Linked DNA regions of Sus scrofa: all the other regions are linked to region 3. A link is a contact called in public Hi-C and promoter capture Hi-C data. All regions are on one chromosome and are shown on one strand. The core of a region is the stretch at or near the end of the contact, and the rest is flanking DNA. Distances in the headings are between cores, read along the strand shown.

Region 1 (4,187 bases), core at 359-2,858, 160 kb after region 3:
AGTCCTGCAGTCATCCCTTTCCACCAGAGATAGGCAGGTAATGGGACTGGAAGACCCCCCCTGGCACCATCTGCCTTGGGGAGGGCCACTCCCAGTGGAAAGCAAGCTGCCCAGCAACTGTTCACCACAGGCAAACACTAACATTATCCCAAACTAGTGATGAGAAAAGTGAGGGCTTGGGTGGTTGAGGTCAAAACCAAACTGCCCATTGTGAAACCAATGACTGTTAAGCTGAGAAGCCTTTGAACAGGTCTGGGCCTGAGCCCCACTCAGATAACTAACCCAGAATCTAGGTGGTACAAACTATGGAACACATTTTTTAATTTTCTCAGGTGGTACCACTATGAGAAATATGAGGAAGCAGCCGGTGTGGAAAACCTCCATCCAAAGCACTAGACCCCTTTAATAATAAATCCCACGCTGCAGAGGGTGACCCCGTCAGCCACCTTGATCATCCAGCTCGTAGGAATGACCTGATGCTTTATCTGCCTGCCTCACTCAATCACCTTTCTATCATCCTGTCTTTACAGCTGCAGTCACTGGTACCTAGCTTGACATAGCAGACATTTCATAAATATTTGCTAAACTGAACTGATGGAGTTCCCTGGATTTTCATGCAGACATTCCTGCTGGAACGAAGGGTTCAGAGGGGAGAACAGTAAAACTATCTTCATGTCCTAGTGGTGATGACAATGACAGGAAGGTGGAAAAGCAAGGGGGAAAACAGTCCATTGTCCACATTTTCTGAGTCAAAAAGAAATAAAAAAGTAAAGAGCTTAGTAAGTAAGATTATCGTGTGGCATATATTACTTTTCAAGTTAACCCTTCAAGCCAGCATTTCAGCTCTCATTCTGCCAGCTTCCTTAATTATGATATCCTTATTCCCCAATTAAAGCCTCATTAAGCTTGTCAGCACCTTTCTAGATTACCTATTTTATTCTCTAAAAAGCTAGGCTTTATTAAATTGAAATCCTTTATGGAAAAGCATATTCTAATGACTTCTTGCTCTCTCATTTCATTTGATGACACGATGAGAAACAATAGCTCTAATCTGATCAAAAGTTAATTTTTCTGCCGTCAAGCAACTCCATTTTGGTTAAAAGCTTCTGTTAAAACTCCTCTAACATAATGCAGTTTCCCTGGTGGTCTAGTGGTTAGGACTCTGCACTTTCACCTCTGAGGCCTGAGTTTAATCCCTGGTCTGAGAACTAAGATCCAACATCAAGCCGCTGTACGCCACAGCCAAAAAACAAACGAAAACCAAACAAAAAACTGCCCTAACATAATAGCTCTTGGTTTTGCGTTCCTTTTTGTAATTTATTGTTTTTTTCACACACACACATACACACACAAATAACCTGCTGCTCTCAGACTTATATTTTGCCCTGTAGAAACCTGAGCCCATCTGTTTCATCTCTATCTGGGTGTGCGGGTGGGTACAGTATAACTACTTTAATCTTCCCTACTTGGCTCTCTTTCCTAGAATCTCTCCATTTTTAGCTGCCCTGGGGTTTCCCTTTATACTGCACCTGCGCTTACTCTGGGCTCCACCCAGCGTTGGCCAACCTTGTGAATGTTTTATGAGACTGTCTGCAGCACACCCTTGGCGCCAAGCAAGAACACCTGTTGTTTCCTTGCCCTTTTCCAGACCTTCACTGCCCAGCCCTTGCTGGGCTCAGGCATTCCTTCCATCCAGAGGGTTTCTGGGGTTGGCATCTCTGCATAATCATCTCATCATCAGTCTGCTGGTGAATTTATTTCCAGAAAAAATGACTGGGCACTAAAGCGTGTCTCAGGCAACTCAGCTAGGCCTTTAGGCTTAAAGAAGTATTTGCTTAAAAGGACCCTTTATGTGAAATCCAAAGGCTTGTTGGCAATCGTGCCCCCTTTGATGATGTTTCTCCCCAAGTTCTTGTTCTTCCCTTTTTACTGTCAGTAACCACTAAAGAAAAGGCAAGGTCTAATTAGAGTCCAGGGGAAAAATGGCTATTTCTTCAGAGGAAGAATCTAGGATTTCCTGTAGGAACCTGATATTCAGGTACTCACTGCTCCTACCCCCATGACTGTCACTGCCATCACAGCAAGGTTTTAGACTTGGTAATTTAGGAATCTCTGTCTCTTTACTTAATTCTTCCTGGACTCAGGTATTCCTCTCTCAGTTTTATGTATAAGTAGCACTTGAGTTCAATAGGCTTTGAAGGGCCAACATGGGAACCTCATCTCTACTTGTAGTACAGCAACTATGGAAAAATGTGTTACACATACACAAAAATAAATGTACAGCAACAGAAACCTGTCTCCTTACCTTATCTCCACGCTCAGTTCCTGCCCCTAACCCTATGGAAGGCACTGGACATCCAGCAGTAGTAAGAGGAAACAGAGAACTCATTTGCTCACCACTCCTTCTTTCACTTTTTAGTACAATTTTCTTTCTCTGGGATTACATCTTTCAGTAGTTCCTTCCACAGAGTTCTTTTGTGCTAAGTTCTTTTAGTCTTATTTTGTCTGAAAATGCTGTTTTTGGAGGAGAGAAGATTTTATTCCTAAAGTGCAATTTGCTTTAGAATTTAGGTTAATATTTACTTTCCCTTAGCATTTTGAGGATATTTTCCCACTGTCCTTTTGACTTCTATCATTGCATGGTGAGAAATCTCCAGCTAGTTAAACTGTCATTCCTTTGCTGCTAACTTGTCCTTTTTTCTAAAGCCGCTTTTATTACATTCTTTTTGTCTTTGATATTCTGTAGTTTCATTAATATGAGTTATATGTGGATTTATTTACTTATTTTGCCAAGAATTTGTTGTGCTTCTGAGTCTGAGGATTTTTGTTTTTAATTAATCCTGAAAAAATTCTTAGCTGCTCTATCTTTGAATTTTACCTCTCTTGCCAGTCTCTTTATTCTTTCTTACTGAAACCCCTAATAGATCTATGTTTCGTCTCCTTGTATCTTCAAGAGCTCTTGATGACTCATACTTTCCAACATTTTCTTTTTTCAGGGCTTTCCTGGTAATTTCTTCAGATTTATCTTCTAGTATACTAATTTTCTTTTTAGCCTTATCCAGCATTTTTACCCTATTCACTAATTTCGATGTCTACATGGTTCCATTTCTAAGTTTTATTTAATTATTTTTAAACATGCCTATTCTTTTTCAGAATCTCATGCTTTATGTCAACTTAAGCATACATATTTGATGGTCTCCACTTGATGATGCGCTTCATTGATGCACTGTCATTCGGAAAGAATTGTTTCTCTGCTGTTTTACCATTTTGAAGTGTGAATTTATCTTCATTGTGGCTTTATCTATGGAAATCTTGTGCACCCTAGGTTGAAGAAGTGTACCTCCAGAGAGGTTCTGCATTTTCTTCTGGCAGCTGTGAAGCCCTAAATCATTTATATACTCTTCTTTCAATTAAGGAGTTCCTAGCCAGCCATTCATTTTCAGAAGGTTTTTGTGTGCCCAGTGTTCAAAAGTAAGTAATAGCTACACTTGCTTTGAAAACATTTCAATGAAGAAGAAAAGTCCTTCAGCTAAAAGAGTCTCTGTAAAGAGGCCCATTTTAGCCCCTTGGTATAAGAAGAAATTATACCTAAGGCACTGAACACCACTGGAAATCTTCTAGTATATTGAAATAAAACCAGACTTTTACTTTATTCAAATAGCCAAAATTAGGGCCTGAAGTTTCTAATCCTCCCATCTCTGTGACTGGTCATCGGGATAAGTTATACAGTTTAAACCCATCATAACTCTGGGAAATACTTAAACTCCTGTCGTCATGGATATTTTTCAGGGGGAGGATCTAATGTCAATATTTAACCCACAGCATCTGTTCAGGCTGACTGACTCAGCGTGTGTTAAGTGCTGCCATGGTCTCCCTAGTATACCTGGAGACTCCAACTTTCCTTTCAAAGATCTCCTGCATCACAGGTGTCACTTCTCTACCACCACCACCCCCTATTAACCAACCTAGAACCTCCCACTTTCTATCTGCTGTCTTTAGTACTTTCCTTTTTTAGCTAGTCCCCTCAATTTGAAAAATGAATTTGAGCCTGGTTTTCAATTTCCATTTCTCTTCCTATTGAGATCTATCTATCTCTTACAACTCTGTCTTCTCCATTAGTATTAGGCATAAAAGTCTACAGCAGACGTCCTCAAAATTTTGGGTCTCAGAGTCACTTTTGAGTCCTT
Region 2 (4,313 bases), core at 1,459-3,958, 140 kb after region 3:
AAAACATGAGATTTTAAATGCTTCATAGTCAGTCCACATTACCACAGAGCCAAGCCTTTTGCAAAGGGTTAGTGGTAAAAAGCTGAAAGAATGAAACTCTAAAATATATTGGACCAAGCTAAGACTTACGATAAAGGCCCCTGCCTCAGACTATTTGGGGCAAGGAATGCATTGTGGGCAACTTTCAATTCCCCTTTCCCATTTATTATCATCTTAGCATCTCCCCTCAGCACTATTGTCTATGCATGGAATGCAGGAGCCTATGGCAGAGTCTCTTCCTCACAGAGATACTGTAAAACTGAATAAAAACAGCTATGATAAACAACTTGCACCACCAAGCCCTGGTCTAACCCCTTGGTCTGTGTGAAATCCTACCCCTTAAAAGTTATGGTTGACATGCAACACTGAAATAGGAGATATTCTTGCTGGTGATGGTTTATGTTTAAAATGGCATCAGAGTCCCGCAAGGAACATTCTAAAAAAGATCAACATTTTGTTTAATTAGCACAGCAAGTGTGGTTTGAAACTCTAATGTGGACCTGCGCTGATGAAGTACAACCCTGCCTTAGGCAGAGCTTCTCAGTGCCTAGTAACAGAAGTCACTCAAGCTATCCTAAGTGTGGCGTTCCCTGGTGATGCAGCGGTTGGGATCCGGCATTGTCATCGCTGTGGTGCAGGTTTGATCCCTTGCCCAGGAACTTTTGCATGATGTGGGCATAGCCAAAAAAAAAAAAAAAAAAAAAAAAAAAAAAAAAAAACCTATATTAAGGGGAAAAAATGAGAATTTATTGCATAGATTATAGAAGTATATCATGGAAGCCAAGAAAAGCAATACAGTTGGTCCTCATGAGGGCTATAACTAGGAACTGGAAAGATTTTAGAATCAAGACAGAACGTAGTCTTTATCTCTACCTTTCTTGCATGTTTTGTTTCTTCTCCTTCCCTGCGTATAGCATAAGATGTTTGCCTGTGGAAGGAAGCCTCCAAAATGACCCTCAGGGCTCTCACATCTTCATATTTAACCCTTGTGTAATCCCTCACGCTTGATATGGACTGGACGCTGTTACTCACTTCTAATACAGAATACAACAAAAATAATTGCATGTCACTTCCGAGATTAGGTTAAAGAGATCTATCCTGCACACTTTCACTCTTTGTTTAGGCTGATTGACACTAGCCACTATTTTAATGATCTGATCCAGGAAGAGATCCACATTGAAGGGACTGAGGGAGGCCTCCAGGTAACAGCCAATAAAAAAATAAGACCCTCTGTCCAACAGCTCATGAGGAACTGAATCCTTTCAACAACAACATGAGTGACAGTGGCTGGAAATGGATTCTACCTCAGGTGAACTTTCAGGTTAGATTGCAGCCCCAGCCAAAACTCTGACGGAAACCTCAAGAGATCTTAAGGCAGAGGCATCTAGACAACTCACATGGAGGTTCCCGACCCCAAAACAAGATAATACATGTTTACTGTTAAAAGCCATTAAATTTGGGGGGAAATGTTTACACAAAATAAGTAATACAGATTTTGCTACTGTAACAAATATCTAATAATATGGGAGTGGTTTTAGAACCAGAAGGTGGATAGAATCCCAAAGAGCTTTAAGGAGAGTGTTTAAAGAAAGTCTAAATTGCCTTGAGCATATTTTAGTAGAAATGTGAACAGAGGGGATGCCGCTGCGAGGGCTCAAAGAAAAATTTAGGGGCATGTTATCGAAAACTGGAAAAATGGGGAACTTTATTATGTGAGGGCAGAAAGCTTAGCAACTCTGTCATCTGTAGTTATGTGGAAAGCAGAAAATGTTCCTAATAAATTGTATAATCTGGTTAAGTAGATTTCCAAATATGATGCTGAAGGTGCCACCTGGTTTCTTCTTACAAATGTGAGAGGAAAGAGACAGAAAAACTGTTAAATAAAAAGAGACCAGAAATTCATGGTTTTTTAAATTCATAGCCACTTCAGATGGCAAACAATTCTTTTTTTAATGATTTTTTATTTTTTCTAAAATTAAAAAATGGGTCTGGAGTTCCCACTCAGTGGGGTGCAGTGGGTTAAGAATCCAACTGCAGTGGCCTGGGTCACTGCAGAGGTGCAGGTTTGTTCCCCAGCCTGGTATGGTGGGATAAAGGATCTGGCATTGCCAAAGCTCCAGCTTGGATTCAATCCCTGGCACAGAAACTTCCATACACTGTGGGTTCAGCCATTTAAAAAAAAAAATGGTTTGAGGCAAGGAGCAAATAAAGAGCACTGCAGGCATAACTGTAAAACTTTTTGCTTAAACCTCAGGGAAAAAAAAAAGTAAGTAATGTGTAATAGTGTTATTCAGTCATACAAAAGTCCCTTTGCAGGCATTAAAGAATCTCTCAAATAAAAAGTCTTCTAAGAAGCTTCCATGCATTGTCCCTCGTTCATTTCAGCAGAGACTTAATGTGAAGAAAGGCTTTTCTCAAAGACATTTAATGAGTATGGACTTTATCTAACAGCAGTTCTAACTCTAATGACATTCATAGGAAGTCCATAGTATTTCTGAGAGAATTATATCAACAGAAATATTACCATCTTAGACTAAAAGGGACAGAGGCAATACAAAATGAAAAGAGGCAGTTTTACTCCCAAAATTTAACAGGCAGGAAGCAGGCTGAGAAAACTACTCAGTTGAGACATGTTACCTTGTATATAAAAAGAAGGATTACTCACAGGTTACATCTAAGATACAGAGAGTAGTGCCAAGAGACATGGAGTATTATTCTTAGGCCTTGAGGCATAGCCAAGGAATTTCTAACACTTGCTTATTCACATTTCAGTACTGCTATAAACTAGTGATACCTTTGTGGCTTCCATCCCCCCATGCCTTTTAGAACAGGAATGGACCAGTTAACCTATGTCTTTCCCATAACTCTGTATTATGTGTACTGAGGGAAGGTCATTTATCTCTTTAGCCTTACATGTCTACAGATTGAAAGGAATCATTCTCAAGGGGCTGTACCTAAGGAACTATTCTTAAGGTTCCTTATCCAAACCTGGAGCTGATTTAGATAATGAGGTTTTATACTTTGAATTGATGATACAATGCTATACTTATGGGTAGGGGGTAAATGTATTTTGCAGGTAGGAAAAACAAGAATCATTGGGGGTCATGGGGTAGATTGTGGTAGGCAGTCTCTAAGATGACCTGCAATATCTGCCTCCTGAGAGCTACATTCTAGTGTAATCACCTACCCTTGAGTGTAGAACGGACCTAGTCACTTCCTCCTAAGGGATAGAATATGGCAAAGTTATGAAGTATCACTTCCATGATTAGGTTACAAAGAGCTTCCATTTCATGCCTTCTTTCTCTGTTACTCTCTTGTTCTCTGACGGAAGCCAGCATCCCTATGGAGAGCCCCATAAAGCAAGGAACTCAGGGGAAGATCCTGACTAACAACCAGCAAGGAACTGGGACCTCCCATCCAACAGCCCATGAGGAACCGAATCCTACCAACAACTGCGTAAGAATGGAAATAGATCCTACCTCAGCCAGCCCTTCAGGTAAGACCACAGCCCTGATCAATTAAAGTATGTAAAACTTGGATCACAGCCTTGTGAGAGATAATAAGGTAGAAGTACATAATTAAGCCATTCCTAGATTTCTGACCCATAGATACTATGAGACAATAATGTTTCTTGTTTAAAACTATTAACTTTTAGGTGATTTGTTTATGCAGCAATAAATAATGAATATATTGGCCCAGCTCTGCAGCCCTGTCCCTCATACTCTGGCATAACCAACTAATAAGTATCCCAGTATCAGATTTCCAAATTCCCAAGAAAAAGATTCCGATTGGCTCAGACTGGCTAGAGTGTCTACCACTGGTACAAACAGCTATGGCCATGGAGAAAACAAAGCTGTTTGGTAGAATGATAGCCACAGGGTCTCAGTCCTGTGAGTAGGCATCAGTTCTTAGAGAAAGAGAAGGAAGCTAGGAAAACTTTTCTCTGAAAAGGAAATCCACATCTATTGGGGAAGATGAAATACTTGAAGTAAACAAAGAATATCGAGGGCAACAAAAGATTAGCTACAGGCCCAATGTCCCTATTACCTCAAGCACAAGGTCTAGGGCTGTGCCTAGTGTGACTCTAAGACAACCAGGAAGTTATGTTACTAGAATTACTTCGTTTGCTAGGTTTTTTTTTTTTCAATCCATTAAGCTAGTTGTTGAGCAGAATGCTGAGAAAACAATCAATCGATTGAATCCATTTGTTGACACAATAAAAAAAGGAGGAAAGCAGGTGTCATACTAGCAAATAAATGCTCCTCTTTGATGGA
Region 3 (3,923 bases), core at 1,362-3,861:
CTCCCTTGACCTCCTCTTGCTCTAGTTTAGTTCTTGCAGAATGAAGTTCATTTCTCTGGGTTCCTTTGAATTTCTTCCAGAGAGCTCAGGTTTCTTTCTTGTTCTTTTTCTTTTCCTTCTTCAGTAGCCCCTCCCCTCACTGATACTAGAAGAGGGACCCATGGTCAAATCCTCTCAAATACACACCCACTCACAACCACACGCCACTTGATACCTGAAGTTGTTACAAAGAATCTTAGCCTCTAAGGTTCTTTTCTTTCTCCTTCTTCCTTCCCTAGGAGTTACCTTCTCTTTGTAGTCTTTAACCTAAAATACACTCCTTGCCTTCCAGTAAATTGCTAGAAACACTGGTATACAGAGACACGGAATTTGATGCCTATTATCTAAAAAGGCAAAAAGAATCTGGGGGGCACAGAAATCGCAGCTGGTACTTAACCTTCACTCTCCAGATGTCCTCAGCCAGCTCCCCATTCAGCCTCCAGTCTGCCTGTGCAGGTCAGAATGTCTCCCTCAGCTCCGTGCCTGGGGTTGGTGAGTGCTGAAGGTTTTATTTATCCCCTTCCAACTTGGTGGTGTGTTGCAAGTCTCCGTAAAGCTCTCCTTTGGGGTGCCCGTCTGGTGTCCTAATAACCTTATGAGTCTGAGAGCCCTTGACTTCACCTTCTGGGAGTCTTGTGGGTCCCTGGGAAGACGGAAAAAAGAGCGAGAAGAAGAGCATATCCTTCGGGGGACCTGTTCTCTCCGGTCCTTCCTGCTCCCCTTCGTTCCCTTTCTCTCTGCCTGTAATTATCTTCTTGTTTGTTTCATTTAAAGACAATGATGTCAAAGCTAATAAGTTCGGTGCATCTCTCCACCTACTCCCTGTCCCCTCCTTCCTCCTGAAAACCTCCCCACCTCACTGAGGCACAGGGGACAGACGCTACTCTTGGTTTCCCCAGTAAACATCTCCCGCTTTCTCTTTCAGCAGCCGCAGCCTACACAATCAATAGCCAACAATCAATACTGTTTTGGAGCACTCTTTTCTGTGTGTATTCCCTCTCTTTCTTTCTCTCTCTCTCCTACACACATACACACACACACACACACACACACACACACACAGGCTCACACTGTGTTGTGAACAGACCTGCCTATTGCCTAATAAATCCACACCACTCTTGTAGGGTCCGCTTATATCTCTTTCTTTTGTTTTGCCACACATCTCCTCTATTTTTTTTTTAATTTCAATCAGTTTGGGATTTAAAGAACAATACCCCCAATTCACTGTATATTAGACATTGGGAAAAAGGAGAAATCAATTATCCTGCTGTAAGAAGCATTCAGTGGAAATGCCATGGATTTGTACTGTGTAGGTCTTCTTATTCTCGCTGAAGTTTCTCACTCTCAAGTTACTAAAAGTCACCATATGCTGAGTGAGCAAATAAACAAAGGAGATGCTCAAAATAAGTAAATTACAAAAATAAACAGCTAGACCCAAACAACTATTTTTAATTGCTTGGAAATGAATGGATAGAGTGGGGAAGTAAATAATGTGATTTTTAACCTCTATAATAATGTTTGCTTAGATGTAAGCTATCTCAAAGAGTCCCACCCCCTAAACACATGAGCATGTACACACACACACACACACACACACACACACACACAGAGCATGTTTTTGAATTCTCAACACAGGTAAGGATGTTTGACGACAGGTGAGTACAAAACAGGTACAGAAATATAGAGGGTCCTTCATTCAATCACAAGAAAAATCACTTACAGTTCTAAAATCACTGCTTGTGCTGCCCACGTATAAAACATGCAGCCCACATACTTTGGAGTAAGATCACACTGCCTCTTTTGCCTTGGGTCTCATCGTCTTCTGAACTCCTCTACCCTAGATAGTAACTGACTTCTCTGCTTTAAGAATGCTGCAACCTTAACACCCCCATCCCTGGCATGCCCTGTTTCCCTCTGCAGCATCCACTGAAGCCTCAAGGCAAGTCCCCAAGAAGATATCAATTCAGGCACGTGGCTATTACTAAACAGAAATCTCTAAGTCTTAGACTGTCCTTTTTCCTCTCATCATCCCCCTGCCTCCCTTCACTTTTCTGACTCAGTCCTTTACCCCCCACCCCCACCCCCACCCCCAAGCAGCTCCGTAGAGATAGGGGCTTTGAAAGGGGGTAGGGGGTGACTGTAAAGAAAGAGAGACAAGCAGAGGAGAGAGAGACAGAGACAGAGAGAAACCAAGAAAGAAAGGAGGGAAGACAGCCAGGTAAGACAAGGAGGAGGACGCTTCCCCCTCCCTCATGCCACCCCCACGACCCCCAGCAAAAGGTTTCATACCATTCATTTCAGGAAGGAGGGCTAACACAGCAAGGAGGAAGAATCCCGCCGTGCTTTTCTCCCCCTTTTAGTGTGTGAATGATCTTGCATCCCCTATAGGTCTCTCCTGGCTCTCAGCTGCTAGTAATCCATTCATAAGGTTTCAAGAAGCTACACAAAACTCAAGCTTCCAGTTTAGTTTCTCTCTCTCTCCCCTTCATTCCTTTGCTCACCACTCTCCTTCAGCTCTTGGCAGTCCAAAGTTTAAAAAAAAAAATGTTGAACCATTTCTGTGTTTTCCTCCTGTTGTAACTTTTGCTGTGACATCATAACCCTGCCCACCAACACCCCACCTCTCTCTCTCCTTTCCATCCCACCCCTCATCAGCCCCGTGCCCCCAAAACACCCCCCACAGAGGAGCAGGGCTCTTGTCAGTCCCAACCTGTGAAAATACAAAGCTACTGGAAGGGGCCCCTCTCCCCTCGGTCCCCCTCCTCTCCTCCCCTCCCTGCCTTACCCACCGCGGCTTTAACAAGGATCCCATCTGTTTGACATGTGCGGAAAGGTGGGCTGGATTCAAATAATCTGTCAAGTGAATCAGATCAAAAACACAGCGACCCCCTCCTCAATTCCATCACACACGTTCACACACCAGACCCCGGCCAAAGGGTGAGAGAAGTCAGACTCGCACAGCACCCACCCTGGATGCCAGGGAGAGAGACACCAAACACGCCAGAGGAAACGCACATTTATATATATGTATAAATTCTGTGGCTTATTTGTTTATGACAAACACCCGCACCCCAAGTCCCCTATGCCTCTTCCCCAAGCCTTGCCACTCCACAAGTGCACAGATTTGAAAGCTGGTAGAATCTGTTTTGAAATCTCCAACGAGAGGGTTTTCCCCCCTTTTTTCACTCCAAAGCACTATCTGTGGCGATCAGACTCGAGCAGGGTTGCCAGCAAATGCAGGAGGCCCCTTCTAGGGTACAGGCTTTCAAACCAGCGAAGCTAGAGGGAATGGATTTAAGGACACACAGCAGGAGCTGGCTGAATTTATTTTATTTTGACGGGGGTAGTTGGGGGAGGAATATCATTTCTGAAATGCACAAGGAATGAAGGGAGAGGATATGGATTGCTTAAACAGTTTTTGCAAGAGGAGCGGTGTCTTGTTCTGCAGGTAAATCTATAAGGCAAGAAATTGGAGCTTACAGATAAACAAGGACGGAGAGGGAGAGGGAGGGAAAGAGGAAGGAGGGAAGAGAGGGGAGAGGGAGAGGGTATGGGGAGATGGGGCCGTGGAGAGAGGAGTGAAGGGGAAAAGGGCAGAAGGGGGCGAGGGGAGGAGAGGAGAAAGGGAAGAGGGAGGAGGGAGGAAAGAAGGAAAAGAGGAAGGGAGGGAGGGGGAAGGGAAGGATGGAAGAGGAAAGGGAGAAATGGAAGGGGGAGGGGAGGGGGACGAAGGGAAAGACAAGAGTCTGGGAGGAGGAAGGACTCAAAAAGAAAAGCAGGGAAGAGAGGAGGGAAGACTGAGACAGAGAGGAAGATAAAAAGAGAAAGAGGTGGTGAGGAACATAAAATATGGAGACCAGGAAGGCAGTTAGATCCCTAATGGT

What was found. Promoter capture Hi-C pulls out the DNA fragments that hold promoters and counts their contacts. Hi-C and Micro-C count contacts between places; a contact is called where the count stands out from the background.
Region 1: a promoter capture Hi-C map of fetal skeletal muscle shows a contact between it and region 3, with 2.2 times the contacts expected there. The contact joins the enhancer-like site here to the promoter of PAPPA2 in region 3. A contact is called at or near these places in 2 of 5 promoter capture datasets (fetal skeletal muscle and liver), 15 of 47 Hi-C or Micro-C datasets (alveolar macrophages, embryonic fibroblasts, epiblast stem cells and 8 more) and 1 of 2 datasets of contacts at active chromatin or transcription factors (skeletal muscle).
Region 2: a Hi-C map of skeletal muscle shows a contact between it and region 3, with 4 times the contacts expected there. The contact joins the enhancer-like site here to the promoter of PAPPA2 in region 3. A contact is called at or near these places in 9 of 47 Hi-C or Micro-C datasets (embryonic fibroblasts, epiblast stem cells, fetal skeletal muscle and 4 more) and 1 of 2 datasets of contacts at active chromatin or transcription factors (skeletal muscle).

The regions. Positions count from the first base shown.
Region 1 is chr9:118,197,847-118,202,033 of Sscrofa11.1, reverse strand. No RefSeq gene overlaps it. Among named protein-coding and RNA genes, the nearest start is that of RFWD2, 86 kb to the right of the region's middle. Within about 2 kb of position 1,608, at least 3 of the 83 cell types and tissues checked have an H3K27ac peak or open chromatin away from gene starts, as enhancers often do. A contact at or near this core is called in fetal skeletal muscle, where this site is marked.
Region 2 is chr9:118,219,311-118,223,623 of Sscrofa11.1, reverse strand. No RefSeq gene overlaps it. Among named protein-coding and RNA genes, the nearest start is that of RFWD2, 110 kb to the right of the region's middle. Within about 2 kb of position 2,708, at least 1 of the 83 cell types and tissues checked has an H3K27ac peak or open chromatin away from gene starts, as enhancers often do. A contact at or near this core is called in skeletal muscle, where this site is marked.
Region 3 is chr9:118,361,351-118,365,273 of Sscrofa11.1, reverse strand. PAPPA2 (pappalysin-2) reads right to left here and starts at 2,611. Exons shown (of 23, transcript XM_003130330.6): 1 at 2,329-2,611; 2 at 1-682.